2 separate regions of the Sus scrofa genome follow, and region 2 is linked to region 1. A link is a contact called in public Hi-C data. All regions are on one chromosome and are shown on one strand. The core of a region is the stretch at or near the end of the contact, and the rest is flanking DNA. Distances in the headings are between cores, read along the strand shown. Region 1 has its middle 31 kb from the start of TSKU. Region 2 overlaps ACER3 (alkaline ceramidase 3).

Region 1 (3,809 bases), core at 712-3,211:
GGCTGGTGGCTGCAGCTCTGATTCGACCTCTCACCTGGGAAGCTCCATATGCCGTGGGAAGCGGCCCTAGAAAAGGCGAAAAGCCAAAACAACAACAACAACAACAAAAACACAGAGAGACATTGTAATGATAAAACACAAATGACAAATCAAGAGAAATATTTGCCACGCATAAGAGTCCAATGCCTGGAAAATAGAAAGAACTCCTATACCTCTGTAGGAAAAGACTGACTACCCAGTAGGAAACTGGGCAAGGTGTTTGAACAGGAAAGTCACAAAAGAAATAACAAGGCTTTAGGCATGTCCAGATGTCTTAGGCAAGGCCTTCCTGCGCCTCGAGGAATAAAAGTTTAAGATGAACATTGATGGGGAAATTCATTTTTGCCCGTAAAGTTGACAAACCCTGAAAAACACTGATGATCAATGTCCAGGGTTGATGAGGTGGCTGGAGTGTAATCTGCTGCGGCTTTTATGGAGCTCGATGGACAGACTCCATCCAAAGATAAAATACACTTACCTTGGGGTATTTGGCTCAGGGGCTCATCTCTTGGAATTTACCCAAGAGAAACACCTATACACGAGCAAAAAGAGGATGGGAAAAAGATGTTTATTGCAGGATTGTTCATAAGAGTGAAACATTGCAGGAAAGAGTACAAGAGTAGGAGATGGTACATTCTTTCTGTGCAACGCCACGCAGCCACAGGGGCCTGCCGCCCTGTGAACTTGGACTTGTGTGCCGTCCGAGAGCGGGAGGCTGAGCATGGGCGTCCCTGGGCCTTCCTGCATTCCACGTGACCTGGGGACTGAACTGAGAGCCAGCGAGCTCATAGGCCCTGGGACGGTAAGGATGGGCAGGGGTCTGGATGGGGAAGAAGGCAGAGACCGCGGTTCTGCTGGTGGAGCCAGATGAGCCCTGGCCACCAATGGGGGCCTGGCCTGGAGACCTCCTGGGAGGAAACTGGCATCTCCCGGAGAGGCAGATGGTGCTACGGAGGATGGCATCTGCCTCTTCCAGGCAGTCCTGCATCTGCCTGGCTGCTCACTTGCAGGCCCCCTCCACACACACCCACACCCACACCCACACCCACACCCACACAATGGGGAGGCAGCAGAGGTGGAAGCTACCTGAGGGCTGGAGGGATTTACAAGGCAGACTGAATAGTACCCAAAGAGGCTGTTTAAATGATCGGATCAGGCCCAGCTTCAAACCCCATTAGATGACATTATGTAATTTTTTCCTGCTGACCAAGGCAGGAGGGTTGGGGAGGAAAGTCGGATTAGTAACAAACAAAATAATTACAGCTTCCTGGTGCACGGGTGCACCCGGCGAGCCGCATTTTGTGACCCTGAAGCATCTGCCCTTCATTCTTTGGGTTTCTTCTGCCTGGTGTGCTCTCCCTCCCTCCCCCTGGCTGCCTCCTTCTCACCTCTCGGTTTGCCCTGACAGCCCTCCTCAGGGCTGCCCTTGAACTTCTAGACTGGCTTCCGCGCCCAAAGCATCCTTTCATCACATTATCCAGGGCACCGTGTTGCCCTGCTTGCCTTCCCCAGCAGACTGTGAGCTCGGGGTGGGCGTTGGGGGGGGCAGAGGCCGTCTGCTAATCATCAAGGAACCCCTAGCTTGGCACTTAGCACCTGCCAGGTGCTCAGTTAATGTTTGTCGAATAAATGTGTGATTAAAGGAATGACTGAGAAAGAGGGGCTGCCTTTACCAAAGACCTGGGGACTCTGCGACCTTGGGACAGACGTTTCTTCTCCTTGGCCTCTGTTTTCCATCTCCAATGAGGTGAGGCTCTCCGACAACCCTGGCCACCCACGTCCTCCTTCAGAGCCCAAGATAGACGGCAACGGGGCGGGAGCTCTGTCCTCGACTGCCCGCTGAGAAATCCCACACCAGACAACCCAGTCCGTGCAACCGCCCTGCCCACTGCCAGCTCAGCCTTTGCAAAATTCTGCTTCTTCCTCTTTCCAGACATGGCTCATGTCTGGCTCCTCGTCACACCCTCCTCCTGGAGGGATGCTGACTGCTTCCAGATGGGGCCGCCCCTGCCCCTTTGCTGGAGTCCAGCAGGCCGAGCCCCAGCTGGGGAGCTGCCCAAGGCCTCTCCCTGCCCCCCCACTTTCTCTGTGTGCTATTCTCCCCCCAGTCCTTTCTGGGTGTTTGTCTTTTGGCCTCTGTGCCTCTGGCTTTGTTATTTTTTTTCTCCCTCTGTCTTTCTCCACTTGCTCTTTGCATCTGTGGTTTCCTCTCTGTCCCTCTCTCCTTGTCTTGCTTTTTCTGGGTTCCTCTCTCCTGTTTCCTCTCTTGAGACCCCTTTCCCACCCCCGGGCCCCCTTCCCTTCCATGGGCCTCAGGCTCCTTAACCCAGCTGAGAGGTGACTCTTCCTCCCACAGCCCTTGCCCGGCTCCTGATCGAGGCCCGTGGAGGCCTGGTCAGCCTGAATCCCTCCCTCCTCTTAGTCAGATGCTGCTCCAGGACGGTGGCCGGGCCCGGCACAGTCAGGGGAATCGTGTTGGACCCAGAGTACCTGCGCCTGGCCTTCTTGAGGGGAGGGAGCCATGGCTGTGACTCATGGCCAGCATTGCCTGGGCCTTTTCCAGCCTGGAGATTCCTCACCCTGACACTGGGAGGCAGCCTGGCCCCCTTTCTGCCCCTGACTGCTCCGGAGCCCTGGCCAGGGAGAGGCCCCCCCAAACAAGGGCTGCACTCATGGGCCCCCCAAGGCGGCTGCCTTCCTCCACCAGCTCCCTCCTGCAGAGCCTGCTGGGAGCTGGGCTATTAGATATCAGGGCTGCTTCAGTGAGGGGATTTAGACCCCAGCCCTGAGCCAGAGGGATGTAAGAGGACCCAAGAGCCAGTGTGAGGCTGGAACGTGAAACCCGAGGCGGGAATTGAACACCTAACTTTCTGCCCTCTTGGATCCTAGGCTCTGCCTCCCACCAGTGGGGGAGTCCGAGGCAAATGGCTTCCCCTTTCTGAGCCTCTGTTTTCCTTCTTGTAAAACGGAAGACAACAGACTCCCTTCTGGAGCATTGTTGTGAGAATTAAACGTTTGAATGAAACACCCAACACTGAAGTCTCACAATAAATATTACTGGAGATAGAATCTCAATGGCTGATGAGGAAATGAGTTCAAAGTCAAAAGACCTGTGGAGTTCCGGTTGTGGCGCAGTGGAAGCAAATCCGACTAGGAACCATGAGGTTGCCAGTTCGATCCCTGGCCTTGCTCAGTGGGTTAAGGATTGGTGTGGCTGTGGCTGTGACATAGGCTGGTGGCTATAGCTTAGACCCCTAGCCTGGGAATCTCCATATGCCGAGGGTAGGTCCCGAAAAAGACAAAAAAAAAAAGACCTGTGTCAATGCAGACATACCTTCTCAGCCTGGCATGGGGGGTGACTCTCAAGAAGGGTTGAAAAATAAATAAATGAAAGGACGAGGGGATGAATGACTGAATCTCAGCCACTGATCCATGGTGGCTTTGCATAAATCACGAGACCTCAGCAAAATGGAGATGCAATTCCCACTTTAAAAGGTTGTTATGTGAATTCACTGAGTAATAAAAAAAAAAAGGTTGTTAGGTGAGTGAAATTAAATAAGGGATGTAAATGTGCATTGTTAGTGCTTCATGAGTCTTGGCCCTTTTATATAAATTATAATCATCGTAGCCCAAGAATTAAAATCATTCCGTAAGGAAGGACCAATCCTTAGCCTCACATATGGGGCCTGTTGTACCATTTAAGCCCCAGCTGCTAAGCAGCATGAGCAAAGGATCCGGCTTGCTTTTCCGTGGTCCTCAGGCTCACGGGA
Region 2 (3,809 bases), core at 539-3,038, 160 kb before region 1:
TGGGTTGTTTCCACTCTTTGGCTATTACAAATAATATTGCTATGAACATTCATATGTAATTTTTTGTGTGTATGGATGTATTTTCAGTTCTCTTTAGAATATACCTAGGAGTGGAATTCCTGTGTCATTTCATAATTCTATGTTATCTTTGTTTTTAACTTCAGGTCTCTATTTAAATGGATACAGTGTCAATCTCCAGTCTTTTTCCCATGCTATTCTTTTTTTTTTTTTTTTTTTTTTTTTTTTTTTTTTTTTTTTTTTGTTGTTTTTTCTTCCGGCATATGAGTTCCAGTAGGGTCGAATCGGAGCTTAGCCAGCCTACCAAGCACAGCACGCATCGGCATCTGCAACCTACCCAGCTCACCCGGATCCTTACCACTGACAGGCAACAACCCACTCATGTTCCTATCGAATCATTAACTGGCCACATCTGTCTTTTTTTTAAGCCAAGTTTTACTTGTTTAAATTTCATCATCCATCTCCATATTTTTTTTTCAAGGATATGTATGTGCTGTATTCCCTGACTTCTGAGTGCTTGAGAATATGTCTTTTGCCTTTAATGCAAAAGATAATTTAGCCACAAAATTTTGGGGTCTATCTTTCTTTCAAAAGTTTTTAATCACTATGCTCTCATTATTCAGACTAAAAACATCACTATGTAGAAGTTTGAAGCTAGTGTGCACTTTCCCCTGTGGATAACTGTATGGCAAGCATGCCCTACACACTACAAACATGTAGTATGAAAAGGATGGTCTTGTCAATAAAGGGTACTGGAGCAACTGGATGTTTGCAAGAGAAAAAAATGAATCTGGACCCCAAGCTCACACTTCTTACACAAAAATAAAATCCAGATGTATTGCAGATCTAAATGTGAAAAGTAAAACAGTATAACTTTTTTCTTTTTTAAACAGCATAACTTTTAGAAGAAAACATGGGAGAACAGCTAAACAAGCTTGGAAATGGCAATAAACTTTTAAAGAGAACACAGAAAGGATTAACCACAAAGGCAAAAAGACTATAAAGTCAAGAAGAAAGAATAAAAGTTTGTTTTTTTCAAAGCTGATTTAAAGAATAATAGATATGAAACTGCTTTGTAAATAAGGGATATATAAATGTCAGCTTATTTAACTTTACTGGACAAAAAGAATGCATGAAAAATTATCATAAAATGAAAACTTGGGTTAAAAAAATACTACCAGTCTGGGTCCAATCAGGAAAGATAAATCAGAGAGTAATTTGAACTGAAAAAGTTTACTATAAAAAATCATTAGGTCATGCAGTGGGTTAAGAATCTGGCACTGTGACTGCTGTGGTTTGGGTTTGATCCCTGGCCCTGGAACTTCTACATGCTGTGGGGGCGGCCAAAAAAAAAAAAAAATCGTTAATTATAAGAGGAAATTGCAGTAGTGAGAGATGGCTAGTAGTAAGCAAAGCTAACTCTAGAGAATACAGAAATAGCATATGTAAGGAACAGCTACTACGCCTAAGATGGAGATAGAAACTAAAAGGAGAGGTCCCAGCCAGGGCTGACAGCCAGACCCTTGTGGAGGGGGCATGACCAAAGCTCATCAAACAGTAGGTAAGTTACTGGGCTGCCACCCCTGAAGAGCTCAGTGAAAATCCACCCCTAGTAGCTTGTGCTTAAACTACCTTCTAGGATGCCAGGAAAAGCTTATTACATGGAGGCAGGAGCTAGGGGCCACTAGTGCTGCTGACTGCATGACTGCAGGAGCTGGCACTGGAGAAGCTGAGTAAGCTTCTGGATCTGAGCACTGGGGGAAGTTTCATAAACAGGGCAGAAGATGGATGAACCACTTGCACTGCAAGAGCCAGGCACTGAAGCCAAGCTGACACACCAGAACTAGGAAGGAAAATCCTTTCTCTTGCAGTGTCTCTCCAGTGCCCTCTACTGACCAAGCTGAACATCCAGCTAAGCTATTGAAGGAAACATTTAAAGGGCCCAGGCCCACTTTCACAGAGCATGCAATGAATTTGAATTTGAAGATGAGAGGTAATAAATTAATAACTATATCGATAACAGTTGATAACAATTATAAAACTATGTTTTCGCCAATCATTTCTGCACAAAACTATGTTTAGTGCGGGTTCCCCCAGCACCAAAATAAGTTTTAAGATGGTAAAGTAATGGGAGTTCCCACTGTGGCACAATGGAAACGAATCTGACTAGGAACCATGTGGTTGCGGGTTCAGTCCCTGGCCTTGGTCAGTGGGTTAAGGATCCAGTGTTGCTGTGAGCTGTGGTGTAGGTTTCAGACAGGCTTGGATTCCGTGTTGCTGTGGCTTTGGTGTAGGCCGGCAGCTACAGCTCCAATTTAACCCCTAGCCTAGGAACCTCCATATGCTGCAAGTGGGGCCCTAAAAAGACAAAAGACAAAAAAAAAAAAAAAAAAAAAAGATGGAAAGTAATGGATTCTTTCTTCTTTTTTTAATATTTTCTACAATATGGGTATTCAGTTTTTATAACTTAAAGTTAAAATATTGGTAATATAGATGAATGATAGAAAATAAAGGCTAAATTATTTCCACTACGGGTTTAACTGGACTTTGGAGTGCCCCAGAAAATTCAATTAAAACATTATTTTTCCAAAAATAAAAACTAGAGATTCATTCATATACCACACAATACTGTTCTAAAACATTAGGAAGTTCCCATTGTGGCTCAGCAGGTTACAAACCCGACTAATACCCACGAGGATGTGGGTTTGATCCCTGGCCTCTCTCAGTGAGTTAAGGATCCTGTGTTGTTATGAGCTATGGTGCAGATTGCAGACACGGCTCAGATCCTGCAGTGCTGTGGCTGTGGTGTAGGCTGGCAGCTGCAGCTCCAATTTGATCCCTAGCCTGGGAACTCCATATGCTGTGGGAGCAGCCATAAAAAGCAAAAAAACAAAGCAAAACAAAACAAAATTTTATAGAGGGAATCCTGTTTGGATACAGAGTTAAATGATTTTTTTTTAATCTGAAAATTATAATATTTTTATACCCACAAACACATCTTTGAATTCTTGCCCCCAAATTATAGGCAAGGCTGGTATTTCAGTAATTTCAAGATTTCTTAACAGGTAAAGCTATCTTTTACCAAGTGAAAAGAACTCAAGTATCAAAATATAGAAAAGAAGGTGGCGGTGGTGGGGGGCGGTTAATGTGCCAAAGAGTAAGTCTGAAACAACTTTGAAAATATAGTAGAAAGCTGTTTACCTCAGCATGACAGTAGATGGAGCCAGTATGCTCAGCCTCCTTTAAAGTGCTCCCAAAAGTGGCAGAACACACAAAGCCCCGGGGCAGCTGGGTTGATAATTTAGAACTCAGTCATATTTATAATTGTGTAACCACCACTTAAAAAAACAGAAACAATAAAATCTGGGGAAGCCGAAAAAGTGATCTACACTGCTTCATTTGCCACTGTGGGGAGTCCTCAGAGTCAGCAAAAAGCCAGATGAGAGAAGCAGTAACTGGTTTGAGCCTGAAAGAAACCCAGTACTTCCCACAAGGAAAGTTCATTTTGTCAAATATTTAACTACTTATGCAAATGTTCAAAAAATGTTAACTGCAGAACTTCAGAGTATTCAGAGCTGGAAAAAGACAAGATCATCTAATCTCAACTTACAGCAGACAACATTTTGTTGATACCCACTACCACCTTCCAGCTGTGAGAACTTGGGCAACTTATGCTTAATTAAGCCTAGTTTCCTGACCTCTAAACTGGGGGTGGCAGGGAGATGTTATTTAAATAATTCTATGATGAAAACAAAAAATATGACAAAATAATGCACATAAAGATCATTTCT

What was found. A called contact is a pair of places that touch in the nucleus more often than the background predicts.
Region 2: a Hi-C map of embryonic fibroblasts shows a contact between it and region 1, with 2.4 times the contacts expected there. The contact joins two enhancer-like sites. A contact is called at or near these places in 1 of 47 Hi-C or Micro-C datasets (embryonic fibroblasts) and 1 of 2 datasets of contacts at active chromatin or transcription factors (alveolar macrophages).

What each region holds. Positions count from the first base shown.
Region 1 is chr9:10,893,968-10,897,776 of Sscrofa11.1, reverse strand. No RefSeq gene overlaps it. Among named protein-coding and RNA genes, the nearest start is that of TSKU, 31 kb to the left of the region's middle. Within about 2 kb of position 1,961, at least 16 of the 83 cell types and tissues checked have an H3K27ac peak or open chromatin away from gene starts, as enhancers often do. A contact at or near this core is called in alveolar macrophages and embryonic fibroblasts, where this site is marked.
Region 2 is chr9:11,054,605-11,058,413 of Sscrofa11.1, reverse strand. The region is part of intron 1 of ACER3 (alkaline ceramidase 3); the gene reads right to left. Among named protein-coding and RNA genes, the nearest start is that of ACER3, 71 kb to the right of the region's middle. Within about 2 kb of position 1,788, at least 16 of the 83 cell types and tissues checked have an H3K27ac peak or open chromatin away from gene starts, as enhancers often do. A contact at or near this core is called in alveolar macrophages and embryonic fibroblasts, where this site is marked.